Linked DNA regions of Zea mays: region 1 is linked to region 2. The links are chromatin contacts, called in public Hi-C maps. All regions are on one chromosome and are shown on one strand. Each heading gives the region's core, a stretch centred on a gene start, on an enhancer-like site or on the middle of the called end of the contact. The rest is flanking DNA. Distances are from core to core; before and after follow the strand shown.

What was found. Hi-C and Micro-C count contacts between places; a contact is called where the count stands out from the background.
Region 1: a contact with region 2 is called in a Hi-C map of endosperm, with 1.8 times the contacts expected there. The contact joins the promoter of LOC100502477 here to the promoter of LOC100280596 in region 2. A contact is called at or near these places in 4 of 25 Hi-C or Micro-C datasets (ear, endosperm, leaf and 1 more).

The regions. Positions count from the first base shown.
Region 1 is chr4:33,272,669-33,276,398 of Zm-B73-REFERENCE-NAM-5.0, forward strand. LOC100502477 (Putative MYB DNA-binding domain superfamily protein) reads right to left here and starts at 2,163. Exons shown (of 6, transcript NM_001196955.1): 1 at 1,511-2,163; 2 at 1,237-1,313; 3 at 193-238. The coding sequence starts at 2,030.
Region 2 is chr4:33,077,566-33,081,232 of Zm-B73-REFERENCE-NAM-5.0, forward strand. LOC100280596 (mitochondrial NADH ubiquinone oxidoreductase 13kD-like subunit) reads right to left here and starts at 1,354. Exons shown (of 3, transcript NM_001153515.1): 1 at 1,138-1,354. The coding sequence starts at 1,272.

The DNA of each region.
Region 1 (3,730 bases), core at 913-3,412, 200 kb after region 2:
GGAAAGGAAACACAAGTGATGTCGAAGATGTATGAGTAGCTGCAGATGGATGAGGAAAAAGATGGAATAATAAAACGGAAGGCTCAAGCAGCAGCAGCATGGCTCTCGTACGTCGTCACTCATGTCGATGTGTTAGCATTGATTCTAAAGCGCGAGAGCAAACAAAGCACAAATCTACCTTGTACTGTTTACCTGACGAAGCTGCCGGCCTTTCGGTGTTCTTCACGGTCCTGTACATCTGCGGCAGCAAGAGAGCCGCCAGAGGCAGCAATTAAAAAGGATCAGTTTCGACCTTTCCATGCATGAACTACTACGTCGTTTGAAGCAACTTGCGGTACAAATGAGGAATCTTTGGCAGATCATAAGGTTTGCATTTTTCAGGAGGCAACATCGTGCATGGCCGGCCTGCTGCTGGCTGCTGCAAGATTTGATTTGACACCTTAAGGCAGAAATCAACAAGCAAACGGAGGAGAAAGCTACCAGGAACCCGATTCACATCATAGCAGAGTAGTAAAACTACTGGTCTCGTAAGCGGTAAGCCATCGGCTGGCTGCAGCTTTTCACTGTTTCCCTTCTCAGTCAAGCACTGTGCATGCTAACAGCTAGCGGCTGCATGACTCATCACTCATGCTTGTGCATGACAGTAGTACACTAGCTAGAAAGAGTGTAGTACATAGATAGCTTGGTTGCCGGCCTAGATATATGTGAATGAAACCTGCGTGTTTTGCTCTTTACACCACGCCAAAGTTGAGATACATGGACCTACCTAGCTGGCTAATGAGATATGAGATACTATGATGCAGCAGGACCGTTGGAGAGGAAGACGCTACAGGGAGTTACATTGTGCACTGTTCAGACTTTAGCCCCATCTGCCCTGCCTGCCCATCCCTCTCTCTCTCTCTCTCTCTCTCTCTCTCTCCCTTTGCTCACTTTCTTCCACTTTGATGCCTACTATCATCTATTGCATGTGTACGCACACAAATACAGCATCGAGCAGTGCGCGCTGTGCTGTAGGCTTACTAGTAGCAACTAGCAACAGGCAGGCAGCCAGCAGCAAAACTACAAGCTAGAGCCAGGAGGAGAACGGATCCCCATTTTTGCATGCGTACGTTTCTGCACCTGCGGTTCTACGACTACTACGGTACATATATTGCTGTCACGGAATGGTCAAAGTATAAAATACGCGAGGTGTAAATTAATTGAAGTGTGTGAGGAAGGATCCGAGCGAGAGTATACCTGCAAGTGAGACTTGACATGAGCCAGGGTGAGATCCTTCACGTCCATGAGCTCAAGAACTGACTTGGGAGTTGCCCCTGGTAGTTCATATATCATCGTGCACGAGAGAACAAGCAAAATCAGTGTTGAGCACAGGGGCATCATACTTATGGATGAACCGTGAACGCATCAAGAAGAAGACATGGAGGACACAACACTAGAAAGGCAGCCAGAGAGAAGCTAGCAAGGGAAGGTGCATGCGCATCTGCGTGGGGGTGACGATAGATGGACCTACTTTCGTGGCCGCCGAGCAGCTCGACGGCGTGGACGAAGCGCGCGTGGAGCGTGGACGTCCAGCGCATGCGCGGCGCCCTGGCGGCGCGCTTCGCCGGGGGGAACAACCCGGCGACGCGAGCCCCGAAGCCGCACCCGGCGCGGCGCCAGGCGCCCGCGGCGACGTGGCAAGGCTCGCAGAAGCACGGGCCCGCGCCCGCCGCGTGCGGCGGGAACGTCGGCGGCACCGCGTGCGTGTGCGGGTGCTGGTACAGCGGTACCCCGCGTATGGGTCGTAGCATGGCGGCGGCGTTGGGGGGCATCGGCAGCGGCAGCTGCAGCGGTATGGGAATGGGCACCTGCAGGGACGGCGCCATAGCCGCCGCCGGGTTGCCAGGGACCCCGTTGCCGCCACCGACACTGCCACCTGCGGCTGCCGCGAGGAGCCTGGCGCTCAGGGCAGCGCCGTGGTGGTGGGACGTAGCGCGAGCGGGGAGGCCGATCTGCAGTGAGAGGTCCGGCTGGGAGGGGAAAAGCTCCATAGATCGATCGCACACCCTCTCTTGCAATCCCTTGAAACCACACTCTTGTTGCAGACAAGGGAGTGAGAGAGCGCTGTCTTTCTCCTTTCTCTCTCGCCCGTTCTTTTGTTTGTGAAATGAAACTTGTGGAGGCTTGAGCTCGGGCTCGATCGGGTAGAGGGATGGACGGGGGATACTGCCCTTTTCTAGTTAGGGTGTGTGTGTGGGGTGGGGGAGAGAGAGAAAAAAATAAGGGTAAAATGTAAAGTTTAGATAGAGTGTCATATAGATGCCAAACGGATCGTCCCGCACATACTGGCACTAGTATTATTAGGCACGACACTATTAACGCACTATTCGTAATCATGTTGTGTCGTGCTGACACTAGTGCCTAAATAGCGGTCCAGGCACTAAGCGCCTAATCGTGTCGTATCATCACTATATATACGGCACTAACACCTAATAGTGCATGTGTGTCAACCCATACACTATTTCATTTTAAGAGCTAAAAATATAGAAGATCTTTAAGATTATTTATATATATATAATTTTAAATACCATTATAATGTGAATTAATTATGTTTAAAATCATAACAAATGACAAGGATAATGTAAGAAATGGGTGGATCTTGTCTAGGGATAGCAATGGGAAATTCCCCATCGGGTTTTAGCTCCACATCCTCCCTCGTCCCCGCGATGAAAACATTTTCCCGCGAGGATCCCCACGAACACTTATGGGGACATTTGTTTCCCATCCCTGTTCTGCGGGGGGATAAATCCCCATTGGGATCCTCATCCCCGCTTAAATTATAAATAGAACATACTTCCTTTACTATTAATGCAAACCATTGTCACTTATACACATTGTCAGATGTAAAAAATGATTATATGTACATCAAAATGAACACATTTGTATAATGAGTGATCTCTTGATAAGATAATTATTTATTTTTATTATTAACTATTACATGACAACATCATCACGTATAAGTTTAACGGGTCCGCATGGGAAACAGGGATGGGAATTCCCGTTTACCCGTTGTGAGACAAAATTTCCCCGTTCACATCCCCGTGGCCCGTGGGGGAAGAATATTCTCCATATCCATCCCCTAATGGAAGAATTTTTCCACGGGAAATCAAGGATCGAGACCCATTGCCATCTCTAATATTGCTCCTCGGGGAGGCCAGATCCTGGGGTCGAATAGGGTTGGAGGTGGATATGCGGAAAGCTATAACTAGGACTACGCTAAATTTAGTCCTAGTGCAGGAATGGTAAAAAAAGTAAATTGATTCGATTAGAATATGTTCGAGAGTTCTCAACCGGTCGTAGCACTTCATATATATAAGAGGATGGTCTAAACCCGTTCTTTAGCGATAGCCGACAGATCTCATATAATTAGATGAGAACCACGCATAGTTTGAATCAATCTTGTCACGAGGGCGCGACCACTTTTGGTTACCTTAGCAGCAACACCCTGTTGGGCTGGCCGGCTGGGCCGAATTTTTTGTATTTTAGCCATTTTTCGGAAAAAAATTCACGTTTAGATCTTAAAAAATTTTAATGTCATTTTTGGACCCTTTGCTCGGCGCCATAGCCTATGGCGCCGAAGTAACACAGCTCGGCGCCATAGGCTATGGCGCCGAAGTAACACAGCTCGGCGCCATAGGCTATGGCGCCGAGGTCTTGTTGCGTTGGCACAACCCAGACGCGTGGCGTCGAC
Region 2 (3,667 bases), core at 104-2,603:
CACAAGTTCACAATATAACAAGTTCACAGTATAACAAGTTCATAAAGATCACAAGTTAACATACTCAAAGTTCATAATTCACAATATCCACTCGATTTAGTTGACGTGGCATGCTTACTCATGAAATATTTTTTCCTTACATAAAGGGTTTTTCACAGCCTCACAGGAAAACCCTAAAATCTAATGTGTGGAAAAGACAGACTGTCGGCTCTCTATCATTATATATTACTAATACATAACATGTGCATAGAAAATGGTGGATTCGTTCGAGAGACCAAATCGTTAATCTCAACTACCTTCCAACACCATCTAACCCCAAAAAATCTTAAAGCGTCCAAAAAATACAAAAATAAGTAATCCTTATCCAGAGATGTACAGGCGATGCGAAAAAATCACATGCTGGAAAATTCCGAAAAAAATTCCGAGACACAATTCCGGAAATTTCCGAGACATAAATCCGGTAATTTCCGACAAAAACCGGTAACCGATGGAAACGGTCGGTAAAACACTACGCCGATTCCGATACCGATTCCGATAGAAAATTCCGAAAACCGATTCCGTTTTCGAAAAATACCGTTACCGATGAATCCGATCGAAAAATTTCGAAATCGGTTTCCGGAATTCCGAAAAATTTCGAAACCGTTTTCATCCCTAAACATGATCCTGTAGCCCGTTCGCAATGCTGCTAGCCAACTACTGCAGTAAACCATTGCATGAGCATCAAAGCATACTTAGTTTACCAATGATGATCAAGAAATTGTGATAACTATGATCTATCAGGGGTTCGCATACTCTAGCAATATAATGGTGCCTGGTAAATCTAAAAGACAAGACCTGCACATCTAACAAAGAAGAGACAGAAACGTCGACATGGAACAAGCACCTAGAAGCCCGATGATCAGGACTCATCACGCCAATTCAAGATGTCTCGACAACATCAAGGACGACCTAAACTAGAAAGGGGCAGTGAAGTTAACAAGCGCGGCTCACACCGAGCATAACCACACGCGGAACCTTAAAGGCGCGGTCTTCCCCGCCGATTCGGGCAGGGACATTCTCTGGGTTCGCGAGGCCGAGGCGGATCGGGATCTAGAGGTCGAGGCTACGGTGAGGGGAGGGGTATATGTATACATATACCTGCATCCACTTAGCGGTGTGGCTGCCGACGACGGCGGCTGCGCCAACAGCCTTCTCGGTGGAGAGGCCGCGCGCGCCGGCTGGAGCTAGGGTCCTGAGGAGCGCGGGGAGCAGCCTCCGCGTCGCGGTCGCCATGGCTGGGGAAGGTTGCGAGCGAAGTGGACCGTACCCTGGGGAATTCGGGAAAGAACAAAGAGAAAGACGAGGACTTTTAGATGCACCTACGGGATTAAAGCCCGGCCCGTTGTGGCCCAACTTGTGGTATGGGCTGTCATGCTGAGCTACTAATCTGTCATGACTCATGACCCAAATACAAGTCCATGTGATGGCGTCCCCGGAAGGAAGGAGAAGAGCGCATCCAAGTCCAAGTGAAGCGTAGCAGTACATACAATACGTATACAGTATACAGTACAGTATACGGCAACAGTAGGTCAAGTGTCCCAGTACACTGGTCCATGACCAGGTGTGGACGTGTGGTGGCATGGGCTGGGCCAGCTGTGGTGATGGGCACCCCCCGGTTTGTTTCTTTCCTCAAATACAACATCTCTCTTTCTATTTATTTATTTATGTTACATTTCGTGGACAGTTTGTTTTAAGGAGGACACCACACGCACACATTTTTATTAAAAAGTTTGTATTAAAGAGTTTTATAGAGACATCCAATTTCCCGACTTATAGGAAATAAATATCACGGGGTCGCGTGGGACACCGAATTAAATGGTAGTAGAGCTATTCTTTTGTCACAAGAAAACGAGACGTACATTCACAGGAAATGGAATGAATTGATTTATTGATTAATGGCTTCTGTTTGGCCGTGCCGTGGCTCCATCATCAAGCAGCAAGTAGCTAGCCATGGTTGTGGCCTTCTAGCTAGCTCCTGGCAGATCTTGTTCTGTTGCGCCGCCGGACCCTGCCCCTAATGCGCGCGCAGATTAATTTAGACCCCGGTTGGTGCAGCCTAATTATCGGTGGGTGGATCGTCGGCGATTCAGTAGCCGCGCATGCATCACAGTTGTTTAACACATCCTGATAGGTTTGCTGGTGTTTAAGGACCGACACGACACGACTAAAGCATTCACAAAAAGTGTTCATATTAATGCATGGCCGCGGTTTCTATCTATGATTGACTGTGTGTTTTGTTGTCTAGGCAAGGTGTCAACGTGGGGTTCAGAGCCAACGACTATAGTTTGAATCTCCATTTGTATATAACTTTAGTTTTTTTACCATTTAAATGCGAGGGGTACGATAAAAGTGAAAACTCATGTTTATACAAGAGAAACCGGTGTTTTTTTTTTATTATTTTGGTATTTTCTCTAGCTCCCGCCATGCGTGCTTGCTTGTGTCTCTCACCTGCATGCATTATTGAGGCGGATCTTCTGGGCATCTTTCCGGTGACAAAGTCGGTAGCTGGGGAGTCCTTCTTGCAAGGGCGTGGCCCACACAGCCGTGGAGTGTTGTCTGAGGGAGTGATGTGCAGTGGCTGTCATGTAACATCACTGGTATCGATACCGGTATCTTCTTCAGCGGCAGTACTGTGGAGCAACAACCAAACGATCTTTTTCCTATATATTATTTCTTCCTTAATTTCCCTGTAGGTGCATGCATGATGCTTGATTAATTGTATGCATGTATTATTGGCCTTGTTTAATCACTCACTCACAACTTTGAGAGGTTTTCGCTCGGGGTGCGTGCTTCACTCGCCTCATGGTTGAGCACTGACGGGATGGGACGGGATGTCTCGCTAGCTAGCCGCCCTTGCTTGAGCTGATTAAGAGCTCGATCGACATCAGACGCACTGCTCTATGCTGTGTGTTAGTGTTTGGTTTGGTGTCAACGGGAATGGGATGGAATGAGATCAACTCTGGACTGATCTCATTCCTTATTTTTTTTATTTTTTGAGAAATGATCGCATCCATCATTTTTGAAGAATATCTCTTGACGCTGACTCTGGATCTTCAAACAAAACGCGGGTCAAGTTAGAATGATCTTATCTCATCTCTCTTCATCCTTCCTCGTCACTTCATCTAAACACTACCATACCGGCCGCGGCTACCCTGTTCGCAAATCACAGATAATGACAACGAATGTTTCTCCAACCAAGATACCGTCAACAATGTGGACGTACTGTACTAACCATAATCTAATCAGTAAATGCATGGTTTGTGCTGCACAGCCTGACGATGGAGCATGCAACGCTAGCCAAAAACCTTTTTGCGCTGCTCGTCATATTTTACAACGAGTATTCACGCAGTTAAGCATGCATGATACATGTGTTTAATTTGGAGCCGCAGTAACTATAATCTAGCCATGATAGTGCGTGTGGTCGTCCGTGTGTTGCACGCTCTGAAGGATCTCTGGTTTCCGGTCCATTTTACTCTAAAATTATATAAAAATTTTTTGACTTATTTAGCATTTAAACTCATCCAATCTCACCCAACATATGAATTAAGAGAAAAACAAACAAGTCCGCTCCAGGTCCACAACCTGGTCAAAACCGGCCTTACACGTACCATGCATGGTCATTTACAAT